2 separate regions of the Hordeum vulgare genome follow, and region 1 is linked to region 2. A link is a contact called in public Hi-C data. All regions are on one chromosome and are shown on one strand. Each heading gives the region's core, a stretch centred on a gene start, on an enhancer-like site or on the middle of the called end of the contact. The rest is flanking DNA. Distances are from core to core; before and after follow the strand shown. Region 1 holds the start of LOC123448976 (receptor-like protein kinase HERK 1). Region 2 holds the start of LOC123448973.

Region 1 (7,439 bases), core at 154-2,653, 820 kb before region 2:
AAATGTTTTCGTCAACGACGAGGTGTCTACAGTGACTCGATAAATTTTAAGATGATATGACAGTCCAGTCTCTCGAAGATGCTCATAGGGATAGGATCGTGTATATTCAAAAAATGAGTGTATGCATATGTATATGAATAATTTTGTCTGTACTATTTTTGAAAAAGATATTAAGATGTTCATACTATAATATTAAGATGGGCTGTGTATAATATTAAGTGCCGGCTCAATCGGGGGCGAACGGGCACGTCAGGGTCAGGGCGGGGCGAAGGAATCCTCCACTGCACGTGGAAACGGACGACGTTGGGGCGAGGCGGAGGGATGCGGGAGGCCCCGGGGCGAGGCACGCCGTCGCCGAAGACGGGCTCTAGGGGACGGCAGGAAAGAAAAGGCTATAGTAGGATACAATTTTATTTATCCAGAATATTTCGCATCATAAGTGTTTTTATACGTGTTTTTAACGATTAACTTTTAGGGAAGCCTATACTCTTACGATCTCATTACGAGCAGTGTCATCCAGTAGCCGGAGACGCGTGCACACAGCACCGGCCAGAAAAGGAAAACCAACGTACGATCCTTGCCCGGTCGTCGTGGCGCGCACGACGGTGGTACGAAAACGACGGCTGCTCCGGTCGCGTGCGGTGGTCGAACTAGGTGGTTGGAGACTTCCTCGGCCCTTCATTCCCACCGAGCCGAGCACAGCACAGTGGTCGAGGAATGGGATAAAATCAAATCGTTCCCCTTTACGTTCCTAAACAAAGCGCCACGATTCACACGACAAAATGCGTGCTGTGTGCAGCGGTTTTTCTTCGCTGTCGTTCTCATCCGCGAATGTGTCACCGTGGGATTTGACATGTCTCGGGAGGCCACGACAGAAAAGGTGCCTGGAACCTTTTCTCTGGCTTCAGTGATGGTACTAATTCCTAGCGTCATAGCACATGACAATAAGAAGCAGTTGACAGTTAAAGAGACCTAGAGGCACTCGGTCCGTTCATCACACGTTGCAAAAACTTTCTCCTTGTCTTTTTTTACCAATATATACATTGACGTTTCTTGAGGGGGAATCACACGAGAAATCTATCGAATTGAATAGATGACACGCAAGTAGTAAATCGGCGAATCAATTTGTGATTGGATGATTAAAAGACTATGATATTCTCAACCCTCAGGGTTTAAGTACCGATGCTTGCATTTATTCTTGAGGTGCTCATATGAATAGGGTATACGTGTGTATACTCCTATGAATAAATATAGGTACGCGTATATGAGTGTCTGCGTATATACTACTCCTATGTTAAAAAGACAAACAGTAAACCAGGAAAATGACGGCATTAGAAAGCTCCTGATTTTCCCCGCAAACAAGGAAAAGCTCCCGATAATATAACAAACTCGAGCCTATCTCTCCACCTGAGATCCTGAGAAAACGACACCGCAATACGCAGTGCTCCCCAGCTAATCAAATACCCCCACCACATCCAAGCCCTTTCACCACTCCAATACTCATCACAACCAAGCATCGATTCACTTTCTTTCCTGTGGGTATTAGTAGCAGTTGTTAACTCCCACTGCTCATCTATCTCGTTTCAACTCATCGTCAAGCAACAAGTGTCTCAGCACCACCTCTACAAAGAGAATCGATCGCCCACTCCGGTGATGCTCTCCAGTTTTTGCGGCCATCCATGTCCGTGAAGACCTTCGTGGCCTCCTTCTAGAGCCCCGTGCCGATCGATCGCCGATGCTTTGGCCGGAATTCTTGCACCATGCCGCCACTTGTTGACATGCTCCTCCTCGCGTCCGTGCTGCTCGGCGCAGCCAGTAGCGCGGTCGCCGGCGCGGACAACTACCTCGTCGTCTGCGGCACGTCGGCGAGCGCCACCGTCGCCCCCGGACGGACGTTCGCCGGGGACGCCCGTCTGCCCGCCAAGTCGCTGGCCGCGCCGCAGAGCGTCGAGGCCAACACGTCGCTGACCGCGGCCGTCCCGTCCGGCGAGTCGGAGCTCTATCGGTCCGCGCGCGTCTTCACCGCGCCAGCTTCCTACACGTTCGCCGTCAAGCAGCCCGGCCGGCACTTCGTGCGTCTCCACTTCTTCCCCTTCGCGTACCAGTCCTACGACATGGCCGCGGACGCCGCGTTCAACGTGTCCGTGCAGGGCGCGGTCTTCCTCAACGGGTACACGAACAAGAACGGCACGGCGGAGCTCAGGGAGTTCTCGGTGAACGTCACTGGTGCCACGCTGGTGATCGCGTTCACGCCGACGGGGAAGCTCGCGTTCGTGAACGCCATCGAGGTCGTGCCGCTCCCCGATGAGCTGATCGCCGACACGGCCAGCATGGTTGACAGGGCTGTCCAGTACACCGGGCTGTCGACGCAGGCGCTGGAGACGATCCACAGGATCAACATGGGCATTCCCAAGATCACGCCTGGTAACGACACGCTGGGGAGGACGTGGCTGCCGGACCAGGGGTTCCAGCTCAACGCCAACTTGGCGCAGCATAAAGACGCCAAGCCCTTGACCATCAAATACGACGAGAAATCGGCACTCTCCTCCGCGTTCACGGCGCCGGCGGAAGTGTACGCGACGGCGACGAAGCTGAGCACGGCGGGCGAGGTCAGCACCATCAACGTGCAGTTCAACATCAGTTGGAGGTTCGACGCCCCGGCCGGGTCGGATTACCTGCTTCGGTTCCACTTCTGCGACATCGTCAGTAAGGCAGCCATCGGAATGGCCTTCAACGTCTACGTCGGCGGGTCGGTGGTGCTTAAAAACTACGAGATTTCGCGTGACACCTTCAACCGGCTATCCATACCGGTGTACAAGGACTTCCTCCTGGGCGCCGAGGACGCCAAGGGCACGATCACCGTGAGCATCGGGTCGTCGACCGATGACAACGCGTTACCTGACGGCTTCCTCAACGGCCTCGAGATCATGAGGCTAGTCGGGAGCGCCGGCGCCGGCGCTGCCGCCGCGTCCCCGCGCAGTTCGAAGGTCAAAATCGGGATCATCGCCGGCTCGGCCGTTTGCGGGGCCACGCTGATAATGGTGCTCGGGTTCATCGCCTTCAGGACGCTGCGCAGGACTGAGCCGGAGAAGAAGCCGTCCGACACCTGGTCGCCGTTCTCGGCGAGCGCGCTGGGCTCTCGCTCGCGCTCTCGGAGCTTCTCCAAGAGCAGCGGGAACACCGTCATGCTCGGGCAGAACGGCGCCGGCGCCGGGTACAGGATCCCGTTCGCGGCGCTCCAGGAGGCGACCGGCGGGTTCGACGAGGGCATGGTCATCGGCGAGGGCGGCTTCGGGAAGGTGTACAAGGGCACGATGCGCGACGAGACTCTGGTGGCCGTGAAGCGCGGCAACCGGCGGACGCAGCAGGGGCTACACGAGTTCCACACGGAGATCGAGATGCTGTCCCGGCTGCGCCACCGGCACCTCGTCTCGCTCATCGGCTACTGCGACGAGCGCGGCGAGATGATCCTCGTGTACGAGTACATGGCCATGGGCACGCTCCGGAGCCACCTCTACGGCGCCGGCCTCCCGCCCCTGTCGTGGGAGCAGAGGCTGGAGGCCTGCATCGGCGCCGCGCGGGGGCTGCACTACCTCCACACCGGCTCCGCCAAGGCCATCATCCACCGGGACGTGAAGTCAGCCAACATCCTCCTCGACGACACCTTCATGGCCAAGGTCGCCGACTTCGGGCTGTCCAAGAACGGGCCGGAGCTGGACAAGACGCACGTCAGCACCAAGGTGAAGGGCAGCTTCGGGTACCTCGACCCGGAGTACTTCCGGCGGCAGATGCTGACGGAGAAGTCAGACGTCTACTCCTTCGGCGTGGTCCTGCTGGAGGTGCTCTGCGCCCGCACCGTCATCGACCCGACGCTGCCGCGGGAGATGGTGAACCTGGCAGAGTGGGCGACGCCATGTCTCAGAAACGGCCAGCTCGACCAAATCGTCGACCAGAGGATCGCCGGGACGATACGGCCGGGGTCGCTCAAGAAGCTCGCCGACACGGCCGACAAGTGCCTCGCCGAGTACGGCGTGGAGCGGCCGACCATGGGGGACGTGCTCTGGTGCCTCGAGTTCGCGCTGCAGCTGCAGATGGGGTCGTCAGACGGCTCGGAGACCGACACCATGTTGCCGCCGCCCGTACCCGGGAAAACGCCCCTGGTTCAGCGCAGCCTGTCCACCGCTACCGTGCCGACTGACGATGCTGCCATGACCACCAACTTGGGTGATCTAGAAGGAATGTCCATGAGCGGAGTATTCTCCAAGATGATCAAGAGCGACGAGGTCAGGTAAAGCCAAATAATGCTGCGTGGACGTTGTAAAAAGTAAAGGACATGTATATGTCAATTTTGTCTCTATAGATGTATACATGACAAACGATGTAAATTCTTTCATGTAGAAGATAGCTATATCAAATAGTGATGGAGTATTGTACAAATAAGTGTACCGTGATTTCACAAAAGTAACCTTCTATATGATCGGCACAGAGACCAAAGCTAATATGAACAGACTTGCTATCTGAACAAGGAGGAGACAAAAATATATAAACCAGGGATATATGAACAGACTTGCTATCTGAACAAGGAACAGACTTGCTATATGAACAGACTTACGTCACGCCATTGCATTCAGAGCAGAAAAAATCATGGATATAAGTGCAAGGTTACTGCAGTAAGTGGGCAAGAAACCATGCTGTATCTCCAGCACATTCATAACACCATTTTTTGTTACAAATGAATAAATGAGTCTGTTAAACTCGAGGCATGATTATGAGTTCTATAGAGTACCCTAACTTCCTTCATGCTCAACAAAGAGCAGAGCCCTCAGATCTCAAGAAAAATAATGGGGTATCACCAGACGTCTACTCCCCCGTGGCAAGCCTGCAATCTATTACTCAATCACTACCTTCTACTCTTCCTTCCGCTTTCCTAATTGTTTTCTTGCACGAGCTGTCAAGCACCGCCCAACAAACTTAAGAACCTCATCGATGAGGACCACTGGGAAGGCCACTGCTACCACCAAAAGCCATTCGTTGAAACTGAGGGGCACAATCCCGAAGATTTGGGTAAGGAAGGGCACGTAGAGGATCAAAAAATGAAGCCCAAAAGACACCGACATTGCCAGAAGAAGCCAGGGGTTCACCCATGGAGGCATGCTCAGAAGGCTGCCATCTTCAGACAGGGCATTCAGTGAGTTGAACATCTCAATGGACACCAAGACGGACAGGGAGAGGGTTGTCGCTTTTATTTTGCCACCCTGGAAGTAATCACAAGGGTTTTCATCAAAGTTGAATGTCCTTGCCCCTGCTGTGAATGATGACACATTGAAACCCTCCCATGAGGGGCACTGGCCCCAGTTTGAGAGCTGGGAGTATGAAACAAGAGTGTGACCATCACTAGCCAGATCAATTCCCAGGAAAGAGCCATGAGTGTACCAGATGATAAAGATCCCCACTGTTGCAATCCCAACATACAGCCCAATAACCTATACATATGATGTTCAGAAATTTCAAACATAAGTACAACTGCATCAATTCATAAATTAATATTCTATGCAAGTACACAAATCAATAAGGCCAGAAGGCTGTTAAATTGGTTATTCATGATTCATGCTGTTGTCTAACTTACACTCCTTATTTGTTAACCTGAATTGAGATATTGCAGGCGTAGCTGCATATACGTTCACATGTATTCTTTTTTCACAGGTACATCACTTAGACCAACAATGGGAGGCCCCATACATGTACAAGCCATTGCTTGAAAAGAATTCAAATGTTATCTTCGAAGCTAGAATTCAGAACCCCGTTCAATTAAGAACAATTTTAATTTATCATAGTGGTGAGCATTATCATCCTCATAACAAGTACTACCTCCGTTCCTAAATATAAGTCTTTTTAGAGGTTTCACTAGAAAACTACATACGGATGTATATAGATATAATTTAAAGTGTAGATTCACTCATTTTGCTCCGTATGTAGCCTTCTAGTGAAATCTCTAAAAAGACTTATATTTAGGAACGGAGGGAGTAACTTCCAAAAAGCCATAATGATGTGCCAAAAGACCACATCATGTGGATACTATATGATGGGAAATTTTATTTTCGCAAGTCCTCGGTGGATACAACTTGATTACTACTGGATCTTTTGAGTAAGACTGAAGATCTTACGAAAATTGACAGTTTTCGTATGGAAGATACAAAACATATATGGGACACTCTAGATAAGCATCTCCCAATTGACTTAATTAAGAATAAACTCTCGTTTTAATGTCTGGATATAAATACTATAAATATATATTTTTGTGGAAGTGCCAACTCTTTATAAGGTGTTCAAAGTGTATATACCTCAATTGCTATTGCCGAAAAGCTACATGGAATACAGTAGATTAACTATTCACAGTAAGGGTTTCAAAGCAATTGATTTAGAAAGAGGATACTTCAGGAAGTGCATAATATACAGGAAAACATACCATGTAGCGGAACAGGATCCAAGGAGTGATCAATGAATCATCACTTCTTCTAGGAGGTTTCTTCATGATATCCTTATCTGGTGGATTGAATCCTAATGCTGTTGCAGGAGGGCCATCCGTAACAAGATTGACCCACAGAAGTTGCACAGGAATGAGGCCTTCTGGGATGCCTAAAGCCGACGTGAGGAATATGGAGGCAACTTCTCCAATGTTCGAAGATATCATATATCTGCAGTGCCACATAGATCACATGAACTTGTTGCATTTGATTTTATGTTTCAATTAATTATCAAACGAAATGGTTAAAACAAGCTAACAAAAAAGATGTACCTTATAAAAGCCTTCATGTTGTTGTAAATAGACCTTCCTTCACCAACAGCTGAGACAATTGTACTGAAGTTATCATCTGCAAGCACCATATCTGAAGCTTCTTTTGCAACCTAACACATCACAAGGAAAAAGGAACGAGGTCACAAGTCCGCTCTACACATGTGAGAACAGCTAACAAAAACACGCATGTAGGAACTGAGAAAAATGTGTTCCAACTTCCAAGATTTTGACAACACAGACAAGTGAAACAGATTTTTCGCCATTGTGCCATCTTTATTGTTTCGTCTCTGCTCATGCTCACATGCATGCGTACGTGTCGATTTTTACATTTCATTAAGTACAGGATTTTATCCACACCATGTTACGAAACATATCATGCATTATTTGGTCACAGAAGGCCATCATGAGTAAAACATTTCACACCATGGATACAATAGAGGCATGACAGGCAACACCATTAAATCAAAACATCAGGTAGTAATTATCAAGCAAAACAAAAAGGTAAATAATAAAGGCAATAGGAATCATATCATTATCACAGACTTATTTAGTGTATCTTGAGTGTTACCAGCATCAACTATTCAGCAGGAAAGTAGCTGTATAGGGGTTGGTGAATAACAGATCATTATGAGGGTGCAGCAAA
Region 2 (7,409 bases), core at 3,377-5,876:
GCACTGCGAAATTTATCAAGCGTGAAGAAGTGACAACCGCCATCCCAAGTCCTGTGATTGCAACAGTAAGTGGTCAGTCTGAGTCATCAATTGCTAAATCACCGCAGTTGGAAGGTAATGTTGCCAGCCCTGTTGTTGGATTATTTGAACCAGCTAGTCAACCCATCATTTCTGCTTTGGGGCCTGCAAGCTGTAATCCTGTTAAAGCTACTGCTAATTGTAAACCAGCAGTTAATCAGGTTCATGCTCGCAAAAATGTGGCCCGCAAGCCTTGTGATGTATCCCGAAGTTCTTCCAACCCTACAGCTGAATCTTTGGTTTTCAATTCTCTGCACCGTGCTGTATTTGATGGTATGTCCCAAGGAAGTGCTTCAATGGACTTTTCAGAGGATGGTGATAATGCTGTTTCACAGTTGCCTACTACCAATAAGCCTCATGTTGAGTCATTGGGTAGTAGTCAAATTACTGAGGTTAATGACCTGATCACAGAGCCGCAGAAAGAAGATGATAGTAATATGCATCACGACTGTTTGTCTGTAACAAATAAGGTTCACATTCAGGGCACTGATGATGCGAAGCGTGTTAATATGCCAGATGTTATCGCCACTCGTTCAGGTGAGGAGGAGCATGAAAGTGGGGTTTCTGTTAATGGGAAAGCCAAAGGCAAACAATTGTTGACATCTGATAAGAATTCCCCGCCGAGTAATACTGACGTTACCATGGAAGATGTTAAGATCTCCGCAGGTGCCAGTTCAGCAGATCTTACAAGATCACCTATTTTGGGAACTTCAGGTTCCTATAAAATATATTCTACCGGACAATCTCCCAAGACATCTGATAACCCTGTCGTGAAGAGTAGAATCCCAGTGATAAAATCTGAAAGGAGTCAGTCTCCTGATGGTAAGGAAGCTGCTAATTGTAGTGAGGGCAATGCAAAAATTGCTGCTGTAAAGAGCGAGCATGGGACAGAAAAGGAAGATATTGCTAGAGGCTCCAATTTACAGCCAAACGATCCGGTTTTGGGTGAAGATTCACTTCTTGATGGAGCTTCGACCAGTCAACCAAATAATGAATCTACAGAGGTGAAATCGACAGGTGAAAGGTCAGAACACGAAAAATCCAAACCTGACTCTTGCATGACATCTTCTGTACAGAATGAAAAAGACGGACAGGTTAATGGGTCGCATTGGCGAGATGTGGCAAGTGCTTATGTTAATAGGTATGGTTCTTGTTATTATTTTGTTTTGGCAGTCATGTTGCATGTACCTGGCTGGCTTTGCCCTGTGCTTATTTATATTTCTTGATTTTATCCTTGACTGTTGTTACAGAAGGTTGTCCTCTTTATTTTTCTTTACAGGAATGAAAGATGGGAGAGGTTCATGCAGTCTGAACGAGAGAACAATAGAGAGTTCCATGGTGGCAGAGACATGAACAATCAACGGAGGATAGACCCGCGTTATCGTGGTCGTGGTGGTGGATATCATGGCCATCCAAGGAACTTCCGGGGTCCAAGAATGAGCGATGAGTCTGAAATTGACTTCGAAGATGAACCTATTGTTGGCAGAAGGAGGCCACATGAAAATGACTACGGGCACTTGCACCGAACTCAGCATAGGCGGCTGCGTTCACCACCGAATCAGATGCCTGGCTGCCTCATGAGAGAAATGGCGCATGACAGATTTTCTGGGAGAGAGATTATGGACCCTAGGCTGTTGGATCATGGGGAGATGGATGATGTCCCAGATGACATGATGGAACAGAGGTTTTTCATGCCCCATCCTCGTTCACAGCACACTCTAGGTGATCATGCATTTATCCACAGGGATAGGAGCCATTCACCTGGGCAAAGAAGGGGCGCTCCGGTTCATTTCCACCGGGGACGGTCCCCTGAAACCATGCACAGATCACCACCACTGAACAGAGGTGACAGACCATACTTACCTCATCAACGCCACATACGACGCCGCGACCCTCCATTCGACCGAGTAGGACATGACGAGAGGGGTATGCAAAGGAACATGAAGAGGTGTGGCATGCATCAAGGTGTTGAAGGTGAGACCTTTGAGCCGCCTTTACATCCCGCTCAACTAGCCGAGCTACATGCAGAGGCTGAACTTACAGAGAGAAGGAGGTTTGGGGAGAGGAGAGCGTATCGTCGATCCTTGGAACGGAGCCCCATGGGTGGCGACGAGGAGATGCTCTCGTACCACGGCGATGGCGACATCGACTTTGCCGATGGTGATGGCGGTCCACGGGAGCCTGAGGGCCGCTTCAGGAACAGAATGGAGCACAGAGGAAGGGGCGAGGAGGAAGATGGCTACAGGTACCGTGGCCCTCAGGGGTGCCGTGACGGCAACCCAAATGACAGTAGATCGAAGAAGAGGAGGTACTGACCTAGCAACGAATGAATCTGAATCTTCTACCGACTAATACATAGTGGCATTTTGATTCAGCCGCCGTCGCTTCTGTTAGCCCAATCAAGAAGTGTTTGCTGACCATACCCTCTTCCTACACTGGTTTGTTTGTTGCGTTCTTCCTCAGGAGATATGCTGCAGCGTAGTATCTACAGGCTGATATAAATGATACACATGTTACACTGATGAGACGAGCGTCATCGGTGGGCTGCATCTTTGGATCCTGGTTGGCATAATTAGCTGAAGCTGGCATGTCAACATGGTGGCGAAATTCCATTTCTCGCCAAATCGAAGCTAAACGAGAGATGGCTTGAAGCTACTTGCAGAAGCGTCCCCCTCTCTCTCTCTCTACACCTGGGCTTCACCTATTTGCGGTTGCATGGTAGGGCGCCCTGTATTAAAGTGACTTGTCTTCACTATAATTTGCCTAGTCGTTGGATCTGGAAAAGCAAGCAGATGGGATACGTAGTGCTGCTGCATAGTGGGATACGGTACGGATACCCACCCGGTTTGGATGTGGTTTAATTAGGACTTGTTGCTGTCTTCAAACCTGACTTTTTTATCTACTGTTTATTAATGGGTGTCACCACCGCCGGGCAATTTGCATCCCAATAAAAGTCCGCAGTGTGTTTGGCATTGCCCTTTTTTCTAAATGGTGGAGTGGAAAAGTAAGCAGCAGCTGCTTGAAATTTCTCATGATGGATATGCTTGTTTTGTGCGTCGGTCAAGTCTATCTGTGACCTGTCGATGTGGAAAAAACTGTTGCGACAATGCGTATCATTGGTTGCGCTGCACGCTATACGACGTGCCACTGGTTGTTGGTTGGTCGCCTGCTCAGCGAGGGCCAGGCCATGGAAATTATGCCCACCTCTTTGGATGGTGTGGTGTGGCTGTGGCTGTGGATAAGAGTAGACGACACCATCGACGTCCCGTGCGGTGGACAGAACGTGGACCAACGGCAGCGTTTGTTTGGCTCCACTTTTGTCCATTTCGTGGAAAATCTGCTGTTTAAGACCATCCGAGAAAGAAAATTCACAACATCACATTTTAGTAGCAATACCCCAGTTTGTCTCAACATCCGCACACGGCAGCCTCAACATAATTTCTTCTCAACTCAGTGGGGAATTTCCATTTTCGGCCCATGAAAGAATTTTTTATCTCACGTAAATGAAACAAGTGCGGAACTGAGGAAAAAAAAAAGGTGAGACGACTGTGAAAAAACATATCTCTGTGTGGTTAAGCAGTTTCAGTTTTTACAGCACAGCTCGGCAGCTCAGGAGGTTGTAATAAATTACAGTACAAAACGGAAGCATCCTACCGACGAGACCAAAATCAACCAACAAGAGCTAGCAGCTCACTCGCCGCTCGTCGGCGCCTTGGGCGGTGCCGGCGCCGGCCAGACGCTGATCCGCTCCTTTTCGTACTTGACGTACACGGTGCCGGCGGCGACGATCGTGTACACCTGCAGGAACAGCGTGGGCGCCTGGTGGTACTTCACCAGCGACTTGCCGGAGCCGAGCTCCACCAGCAGCAGCGCGGTGAGGCCCACCGTGGCCAGGAGGCCGTTGAGCCGCTCGCTGTAGGCGGTGAAGCCGAACTCGACGGGCAGGCCGAGGGCCGACCGGGGCTCCCGCAGCGGCACCGGCGGCAGCGTGACGGCGTTGGACTCGGCGGCGGCCTTCCTCTTGCGCGCCCCGGCGCTGCCCCGCTTCTTGGGCCCGACGCGGGACTTCAGCTGCAGGACGCGCTTCTCGAACTCCTCGTCGGCGGAGGGGGCGGTGGCGACCGGGGCCGGCGGCTCCGGTCCGGCGGCGGCGTCATCGCCAGAGCTTGCGCGGAGGGGAGGGAGCGGCGGCGCGTGGAGGCGGCCGTGCCAGAGCGGGGCGCGGAGGGTGGTGACGGAGAAGGGGCTGGAGAGCGGCCTCGCCATTGCTCCCTTGGGCGCATGTGTGCACCAGCACTTCATGGTGGCGCGGCTGCTTGGTTAGTTCCTCTCCTGGTTTGCCGCTGGTTTTGGATAACTTTCGGTGGTCGATGCGTGGCTCCGGTGCCTGCACGGGGCCTTGAAAGCTGCCGCACGTTGCAAAATCGAAATTGTAGGCGCGTTAAGTGTTTGCTTGAGAGGAAAAACGGGGTTCACCAAAAAAGAGAGAAGAGAATTGATATAAATCTGATGTTGAAATGTTATTTAAATTCATGATTAATTTCAGTAAATAATTTATAACTAGAACGAAGACTAGCATTTACTTCCTCTGTGAAGATACCACTAGGCATTAGACTATAAATAATTTACATGCTATCAGACTAGTCTTTGACCATCGGATCAAAAGCATTACATACGTCCGATCTGCTAGTTTAGTTGCTTGGTAACTGCTCCCGCAATCCATGCTCGGGTTACCAGCTTCATCTTCATTCGTTTCTACCTCCCTCACGTTGCTACCTTGTTTGGATGCCTTCTAAAATCACGCCGGCTTACTGCAGCCATGCGATGGAAGCATCATTTGTGAGAACCAAATGCGTCTGGTCTTTTAGGAAACAAATCAACTAAATTCTAGGGAATAAATTCCGTAAATGATGCTTTCATAAATATTCAAAATACTACCTGATTGTTTCTATTCCAGCAAGAGAGTATGGAATGAAAGCATTTTTCTCATTAGAGGAAAACAATCTACGTAGACTTACGCGGCATTTGTCACATGTCATGGAAGCATTGGTGCTCATTGATGCAAACACATTTTTCTTGGACCAATGGATACAAGTTACTTTGATGGAAGACGACCCGTGATGATGACCTTTGCGAGTTACAGAGAGTGTTTTTTAAAAATCTCGTCCTCTCCCGGTGTAGGATCGTAAGGATGAACGGTTCTAAAAGACCTGCTTTCCCGCACGTTGATGCACGTCGACAGTCGTGATTGAGTACACTATGATGGTGGAACAAGTTTCAAGATGAGGTAAAACCCTGGGTGTTTTAGGTGTGTCTTTGGCCGAGGCCGTAAACAATATATATAGGAGGACCAATGGCGGTACGGAGTCGCGATCACTCAAACCGACTTGGTTTTCAAGTCAAACTTGTGGGACAAGAAAACAATTCAACTTGCCTGTCAAGACATCAAAAAATAAAACGTCAAAACGAAGTCTCACCCTTGCAAGGCAACATAACGGATTTCGACGAACCATTCATGCACATGTTGCACGGACGCGTCGTCCCGGCCGTGGCCCGAGCTCGTCCATGCAAGGTGAGGCGAGCGAGCACACACGTGTTGTCTTCACTTTCTCTTCTCAACACAACACTTGGAATGATGGAGAGAACCCACTATATAAAGATGTTCAACTCTTCCTCAACTGTGGTAATATGGAACTAAATTTTAGCACCATCGCTTGCCATTTTATTCATGAGCTCATGTGAGATTTCAGAATTTGTTAATGGGTCAAGCCCATTTATTCTAACAACCCCCCCCACCCACCAGTCCCCTGTCAGATCTCAAATGCTCATTTAAAGATCTGCCTTCTCAGCACTTGTTTAATATACCAGTGTTTTAACGGAGATTGTTAAGTTAAACTTTTGACTAGAACTTTAAATTACATCCATCCATAACTTGGCAATGGACTATGCCTTAAATTGCCAGTTTTGTGTGAACGGATTTCACTTAAAATCCTAACCAGTACCTGGCTGCTAGTAGTCTACCCTACGGTTTGGAGCATATACATCATACTTCTTTGTATCTTTGTAAACTTACTAAAGATCATCCAAGTCTCAAAGACTGTGACGTTTACAATCGGAGCTCATATAGATGTGTCCTTTCAAGACCGCTGTGTAGGACAATATCTTTGCTATAATAGCCAATAGAAACACATCAAGGCATGTTGCCAACATGCCTTATAGCTTTGAGAGTTTTGCATCTTCACTTAGAGACGATCACTTATTACTCTCCTTAGTTAACCAATAGCTTGTTCTTCTCCGATCACAACTGTTGGGTTACTACTATGGTGTAACATCTATGAGTATCATACTCATCCCCCTCGATGCAATATCTATCATATTTCGTGATAATCCCTTTGTAAAGGGATTTGCTAGGTTTTTGTTTGTTTGAATATACATAACAGTTATTACACCAGATTTTCGCAACTCCCTCATAGATTTAAAGTGTCTCTTCACGTGTCTTGATGACTTAGCATTATCCTCAGAATTGTTCACTTTAGCAGTAATCGTTTGGTTGTCAAAATTCATAAGAATAGCCGATACAGGTTTTCAACCACAGGCAAGTCCATCAAGAAGTCACGCAACCATTCTGCCTCAACACTGGCTTTGTCTAAAGTAGTTAGTTCTCTTCCATAGCGGACCTTGTCAAGATGGTCTGTTTGCAAGACCTCCATGACACCGCGCCACCTCCATAAATAATTACATACCTACTTGTGGCGTAGAGTGCATCAACATCAAAGATCCAGTTCGAATCTTTATATCCTTCTAGCACAACAGGATGCCCTCATAGTGAATTCCATAGCTCATAATACCTCTCAAATAATGCAAGACCCTTTCAAGTGCATGTCAATGATCATCATTTGAGTTGGACATGAACCTACTCAGTTTGCTCACAGTAAAAGAGACATTTGGCCTTGTTGTGCTAGCTAAGTACATGCGTGAACCGATAATTTGAGAGTATTTTTAATTGATCTCTCATTTATTTCTTGTTCTCTCTAGCGTCACACTAGGATCATAAGGTGTTGGAGAAGGCTTGATATCCATAAAGCCAAACCGGTTCAAGACCTTCTCAACATAGTGAGATTGCATTTAAGTAATCTCACCCTCATCCTTAATAAGTTCGATGTTCAAAATCACATCAACTTCTCCTAGATCTTTCATGTCAAAACTCTTTGATAGAGAAGACTTGACCTCATAGATCTCATCAATGTTTGTACCAAAGATCAATATGTCATCCACACACAAACATAATATGACACTATTGCCCCACCATGGCGATAACAAACAAACCTATC

The links. A called contact is a pair of places that touch in the nucleus more often than the background predicts.
Region 1: a contact with region 2 is called in a Hi-C map of seedling, with 4 times the contacts expected there. The contact joins the promoter of LOC123448976 here to the promoter of LOC123448973 in region 2. A contact is called at or near these places in 1 of 6 Hi-C or Micro-C datasets (seedling) and 1 of 1 datasets of contacts at active chromatin or transcription factors (embryo).

Annotation. Positions count from the first base shown.
Region 1 is chr4H:463,153,444-463,160,882 of MorexV3_pseudomolecules_assembly, reverse strand. It overlaps LOC123448976 (receptor-like protein kinase HERK 1), which reads left to right and starts at 1,403. Exons shown (of 1, transcript XM_045126036.1): 1 at 1,403-4,505. The coding sequence starts at 1,761. The coding sequence ends at 4,292. It overlaps LOC123448975 (calcium-transporting ATPase 4, endoplasmic reticulum-type-like), which reads right to left. Exons shown (of 8, transcript XM_045126035.1): 6 at 6,797-6,906; 7 at 6,467-6,695; 8 at 4,676-5,483. The coding sequence ends at 4,908.
Region 2 is chr4H:462,338,082-462,345,490 of MorexV3_pseudomolecules_assembly, reverse strand. It overlaps LOC123448973, which reads right to left and starts at 4,626. Exons shown (of 1, transcript XM_045126032.1): 1 at 3,628-4,626. The coding sequence starts at 4,380. The coding sequence ends at 3,769. It overlaps LOC123448971, which reads left to right. Exons shown (of 4, transcript XM_045126031.1): 3 at 1-1,219; 4 at 1,358-3,067. The coding sequence ends at 2,393.